2 separate regions of the Mus musculus genome follow, and region 1 is linked to region 2. The links are chromatin contacts, called in public Hi-C maps. All regions are on one chromosome and are shown on one strand. Each heading gives the region's core, a stretch centred on a gene start, on an enhancer-like site or on the middle of the called end of the contact. The rest is flanking DNA. Distances are from core to core; before and after follow the strand shown.

The links. A called contact is a pair of places that touch in the nucleus more often than the background predicts.
Region 1: a contact with region 2 is called in a Hi-C map of liver, with 2.0 times the contacts expected there. The contact joins the promoter of 9030404E10Rik here to the enhancer-like site in region 2. A contact is called at or near these places in 5 of 484 Hi-C or Micro-C datasets (embryonic stem cells, epidermal suprabasal cells and liver) and 5 of 115 datasets of contacts at active chromatin or transcription factors (embryonic stem cells, extraembryonic endoderm stem cells, intestinal villus epithelium and 2 more).

Annotation. Positions count from the first base shown.
Region 1 is chr16:30,038,105-30,041,325 of GRCm38.p6, forward strand. 9030404E10Rik (RIKEN cDNA 9030404E10 gene) reads right to left here and starts at 1,375. Exons shown (of 4, transcript NR_045878.1): 1 at 1,177-1,375; 2 at 383-523.
Region 2 is chr16:29,989,334-29,992,294 of GRCm38.p6, forward strand. No RefSeq gene overlaps it. Among named protein-coding and RNA genes, the nearest start is that of Gm1968, 12 kb to the left of the region's middle. Within about 2 kb of position 1,283, at least 34 of the 459 cell types and tissues checked have an H3K27ac peak or open chromatin away from gene starts, as enhancers often do. A contact at or near this core is called in extraembryonic endoderm stem cells and liver, where this site is marked.

The sequences.
Region 1 (3,221 bases), core at 125-2,624, 49 kb after region 2:
CCCAAGAGCTACACTTCTAGCAAATTCTCAGGGACCACCCATTTGCTGCTGAGGCAAGAACCTCCCTTCAGTTTAACTACCTAACAGGTGTCTGAGGAAAAAGAAAATGCTGGATTAGTTGGGGTATGTGGTTGCAGCTGGACCCTTTGGGACTGTAGCAAAGACAGGTGGACAGTAGTATGCTGATTTTACTGAAGGGGGAAACATGATCAGAAAGACTAAAATGACCTTTCCATGGCATCCATCCTTCTGACCTCAGTCCAGACGCATCCTGATTGTACTGCGATGCATGCTGGGAGATTCAGAGGGGAAGGCTCCAGGTCTTATCCTCAGAAAGATGCGGAGTGCAAAGCATGGGCAACCAGGGTCTACAAACACAAACCTGAATAGGAGAGGAGCCAGGAGTCCAGAGGTGAGCGAGCGTATGGCAGCCACCTCTCACAGAAAACTCGGCCGTGTCTTTCTTTTCTACCTATGGCCCAATTAGACTGGAGATGGGGGTCGTCTTTGATCAGCCTAGTCCCTTTAAAAGAAAGCAGGGAAAACGGTGGCTTTAGGATTTTTCTTTAAAGCCCTGAACCTCTTCAGTGGAAAGTGCTGCCCTTCCGACCTGTTGATGTAATTGCCGTAATTGAAGATTCCAGACCCCATGTGGGTGGACAGGGCCCCATTCATCCATCAGGTCAGCGAAGTGTAAACCTGCTGAGTCCTTCAGATGCCCTGGCCGCAGCCTCCCCCTCCTGCGCCCTCCTGTGCCCTCCTGCCCCCTCCTGCCCCCTCCTGCCCCCACGGACTAGGCTCCCCACAATGCCAGAGCAGCCGGGCCCAGGCTGGTTCCTCTCTAGATGTGGGAACAGTGCCTAATTAAGGGGTTTGTTCTCATCTCCATGGGGCCATCTTAACGCCTCCTGACAGTAATGAGAGACACACACACACACACACACACACACACGTGTGGAGCTGGGGGGGGCGGGGAGGGGGGGGAGAGGGAAGGATGGCTTCCCTGCCACCTTAGCACCCTGTTAAACAGCAAGCCTAACACACACACACACACACACACACACACACACACACACACACTGCAGTTCTGCAGTAATCACCATCAAACCTTTATAGCTACAAGGAGTCCTCTCCAGTTCTGAAAGAGGAAGGAGCCAGGGAGAAGAAATAACTTACCCAGAGGGCGCATAGCAAGTCACTGTCACTGGGTCCCAGGTGTTCTGCTGCACCTCACAGCACTGACTTCCTCATGGAGGGAGGGGCTCTGCACTGCAGTCCCAGGAGAGCCCATTAGAGGGTGGGGGAGGAGCAGACAGGCTCATTCTCTAGAGCCACCTTGTCAGAGGGCCATGCCCGTGTCAAAGCAGAATGGCCCTCCGTGGGCTGGTTCTGCAAAGGCACGTGACAAAACCAACCTCAGAATGGGCCACTCCCTGCAGCCGCGGGCCTCGCCTCATCCTCCTGCATCTTCTTTGCATTCCTGTCTAGCTTCCTACTCCTTCCCCTTTTCTCACAACCCCTTATTCTGACAGCCCACCCGCACCTAAACAAGTAGGGTTCTTTGCTTTGTTTTGTTTTTTTAGCTCTCGGCTTCTCCACTACGGTGTGCCCTCCAGCCAGCAGCACACACAATTTGCTCTCAGTTAACAGACATCCAGTATGATAAAAGTCTAGCTGATGCTCTCTCCAACCAATTCAAAGTCACATTAGTCCATTTTTCTGAACACAGTTCTTACAGAGAAGGCCGAGGGAAGACCTGTGTTCCAGGTAGGACAGACATGCTGAAATTAACATGGGCTAAATTTCAGATCGCCTGGCCTGCTAAAGACAGTGAGTCAGGTACAATGCCACTCTCCTGTGGTCCCAGCCATCCAGAAGGCCCTTCACAACTCTGTAGAGAGGACACTTGAGCTCCCTAGTGCATACCAGAGGAAGACTGGAATGAATTTCTCCCAGCTTTCTCCCCTTGAGAGTGGATTGTATTTACCCCACCACCACCACCCCCCTCCACCCCCCACCCTGCTGACTAAGGGGCTCTGGGAAGCAGTCACTGCCCTTGGTTCCTCTGGTGTCACCAGAATGGAGTGGTTCCTTATTGTCTGTTCCCTAGTGGATTCCTGGAATAAGTCACCTGCTCAGGGACTTGTCCCTCACTGGCCCTTCACTTCCACCACCAATCAGAATGGTCTCTTGCTGGTTGCTATTCACCAGGGTTTCTAGAAGCAGCCCTCTAATTCTATGTGTGCAGTTGTTTGAATAGGGAGACTCACAACTGCTGGGCAGAAGATCAGAGGCCTAAGACTCCTATGATACATGGGGGACACTGCACTCCCCGACTCAGCCGTTATTTGGAAGTTTGCTTTGTGATAGGTGAAGCCCACTCTCAGTCACTGTAATGAAGAACAGTAGCTATGGGATTCCTCGATTCCACAAGGCCAGGCAAGGCATGCGCCTCTGATGCTAAAGTGCAAATACGGCCAAAATGAAAAAGAGCAGCATCCCAGAACAGAACCAGTGACAGTTTAACAGCCAGAGCAGAACTCTCTGTACGTGGCCGGTTTCTGCAACAGCTTGTAATGGGCTGAGTACTGTGCCATCCACTGTGCGGGTACAGGACTGTGACTGTTCAGTGAGAGAGCCAGGATTTAGCATGTGTGAGGCCTTGGGTTTGCCCCCCCAACACAGAAAGGAAAGACCTGTGGCTTTCTGTTGACCCAATCAGATATTAAAAGTCTTAATTTGTTATTTCAACTGTGTTTAAAGAAATAATGGCGCCGGGCAGTGATGGCGCACGCCTTTAATCCCAGCACTTTGGAGGCAGAGGCAGGAGGATTTCTGAGTTCGAGGCCAGCCTGGTCTAGAGCGTGAGTGCCAGGACAGCCAGGGCTACACAGACAAACCCTGTCTCGAAAAAACAAAAAAGAAAAAAAAAAGAACGAAAGAAAGAAAGAAAGAAAGAAAGAAAGAAAGAAGGAAAGAGAGAAAGAAAAGAAATAATGGCAAATAATTTAGAATTGAGCATCTGTGTTCTATCATACTAAGAGAATACAAACCAATTTACCATTTAGGGGAAAATCCACAATATCTACATTGAGAGTCTTCGTGACATTCTTCATTTCCACTGACAATTGCATTTCTGCAAAGTCATCTCTTTGTTCTTTTCTCCAATTAATTAGTTTATTTGTTTTGTTTTGATACATCCTGATTGCAGTTTCACCTCC
Region 2 (2,961 bases), core at 33-2,532:
CAGGAAGATCATTTTATGTTATTTCTACACATGAGGCAACAGGCACTTTATTAACCTGAAAAGAGTTTGGCTTCCTGTCTTGCCAGCATGACTACTCTTTAGACACTGGGAAGAGACACTGCCAGACAGAGGTTGCTACATGAAAGGGTCAATGGCCTGAACCACAGTAGCCCTGGCTTTGTGCTCAGAGGCAGTTCTCGGGTCACATGCACAGCTGGATAGCTTCATTTCACTTAGCTAAAGAGACTGAGACAAGAGACTGGGCAAGCTGAAATATATCATAATTGAGGATCAAAATTCCAAAGAGTATGGAGAAAAACAGGGAAGAACTCTGCTAAAGTGTTCTTAAAGTGAAACCAAGTGTAACTTCACAAAACCAGGCAGAAGAAAGGAGAAGGGGAAGTGGATATTTGGAGGAGGAGAAGAAGTGAGCTGAGCAGCCCAGAGCTCTCACAAGGTGGGGGCATGATTGGGCCTTGCAGCCTAAGGCCAGAGTCCTTGGTGGTCCTTTGGGGAAACAGTGGAGAGACCAGAGTTGCCAGAAGGGAGTAAAATGTGAGACATCGCTTCAGTGGAAGCTATTCCAGACAACTGAAGAGCGAGCAAAGCCTCGATAACAGGACTCAAAGAGATCAACCGACTCCTATGTACATCTGATGCGGAGGAATGTGAAGCTTAGAGCTCTTTAAAGGGAGATATCAAAGTCGGAATTCTTCACATTAGAAAATCACAGTGCCTACTAAGATTATATATTACTAGAATCTTTTGTAGTGCCTACAAAAGTTTATTAGTCATATGAAGGAGCAGGAAAATGCTGACCCATGAATGATTAAGAGAAAAACCAACCAGAAGAAACAGACCTACAGATGATAGAGGTGAGATATAAATTTTTAAATAAGAGGGACAAAACCTGTCAGTAAAGAGTCTAGATTTAAACCCGGGTCTCCAGACACTTCATATAGCCCTCCTTCCTTTGCTAGTGTCCATCTGCCCTGTATACTTGTGAAAATGTATAGTTTTGCCACACGCCCCCTCCCCATACACCTTTCCTGTGCTACCACTGTGCATATGGGAAAGAACACCCAAGAAGCCTGCAGAAGCAGCTGCAGACCTGAAACCCATGCCAGCCATCTTAAAAATCTTAAACAGTGCTGTAACTGAGCTTTCTTGTACTTTGCCTTCCCCCACTGAAACTTACTGGAATTGTCAAGGGCCACGCCTTGGTGATATCTGTAGCCAGAGGGCCTCTGCTCCTTAGGGGTCATGGCTTCTGGGAGCATGGGCTAACTCATGTGTAAACTGTGAGAATGTGCACCAGGAAACCAAGCCTCCTGCTTCAGGTCCAAGCTGACTAAAGACTTATGCAAGGGTTGACGCTGAAGGCAACAAGGTACAAGCCCCACTCCCTTGCTGGGGCGGTGGTGGGAACAAGATGGGGTGGGGGCATGTTTTCATATGTGTGCTGCCTACAAGAGTGTCAGAGAGAATGGTGTAAGAAGTCTAGACCTAGGGTCACTTCCCAAGCTGGGGGCACAGTTTTCCTCTCTGCAATTCCCTAGGCACATTGTTACCAAAGCAAATATCAAAGCCCTGCAATTTGCTAATTATAGGCGGGATCCTGGGCTTGTGGGCCCAATTAACCACTTGTTCCTCATTTTCTGTGTGTGACCCGTCCTCTGCACCCACAATTAGCCACTTGTCTTTTAACTGCCTCATGAGCTGGCTGACTCACCTCTAATTCACTCCACCTATCACCTCCGGATGGCCTTTGGTGTCTCTCTGCCTTCCAGGTTACCCCACTCAGCTTCATGGGGTCTCATCACAGACAAGTGTCAGCTCTCCCAGGGGAGGGAACTAGGAGATTTCCTGCATTTACTCCTTGTCTCTGCTCTCTGTCTGTGAAGCCGGAAGCGGCTCCTGTTGGTCTGGGCATCTTGCTTGGCTCCCCAAGGATGCACAGGAGGCTGCGGCCTCACCACATCAGCCTCTGCTCCCAGACAGTCTCTATAGAAGAGGAAGGGAAACTATGGCTTCTCTGGAGCCCTCTGCTGCTAAGCTCCTGACCAATGTTTCCTCAAATCCCTGCTTGGTGCAGCCAGCTAGAGCTAAGTCCAGCAAGAGTCAATGCCAGGCCAGAAGCTGCCAGGATAGATCTCCAAAAAGTCACAAGTTGGAAGAAAACCATCATGACCTCCGCTTAGCAAACTCGTCAGCAAGCAGAGGGTCCCCACCCGACTTCAGATGGGTGATTAAGTCAATGACTCCCACTTTTCTTTCATATCACTGATACCTTAGAGACCCCGGGGAAAGTTCCAGAACTTCTCTTACAAGAAATGCTTAGGTTCATCCAGGCCTGAGGGGGTACCTCTGTAATCAATCTACAATCCTGGTTACTCTGGAGGCTGAGACAGGAAGATCACAAAAGCTTGCATGGGCTAGAGAGAGGATTCAAGGTCAATGTGAGCAACTTAGCAAGATCCTGGCTCAAAAATAACAGTGTAAAAAAAAAAAAGGACGGAAGATCCATTTTAGTGGTAGAGCACTTGCTAGGATGTGTGAGACCCTATATGCAACCCCAATACAGCAAGAAGAAGGGAGAGGGGGACGGTAAAAAGAGAGTCTTAAATTCATAATTCATTCACTTGTTTGCTTAATCATTCAGTAAATAGTTCAGTGGCCTGTGTGCTAGCTAGGCTTTGTTGAGGAAAACCAGGGAAACTGAAGTGCACAAAGGTGACAAACTTTCCCCATTCTTGGAGAGCTTCCATTGAAACCAGAAAAAAAAAAAATAGGCGGTCAATAATAAACGACTAAAATGCACAACTCGGTAGAAAGTAAGTACTGCGGAAAAAAATGAAAAACAAGACCTAGGTGGGGAGAGAGAGGTGGGGCTGCGGGTCATATTTTTTAAGAGCATAGGCCAGGCAAGCCTTGGGGAGATGTGAAATATGGGCGGAGAAC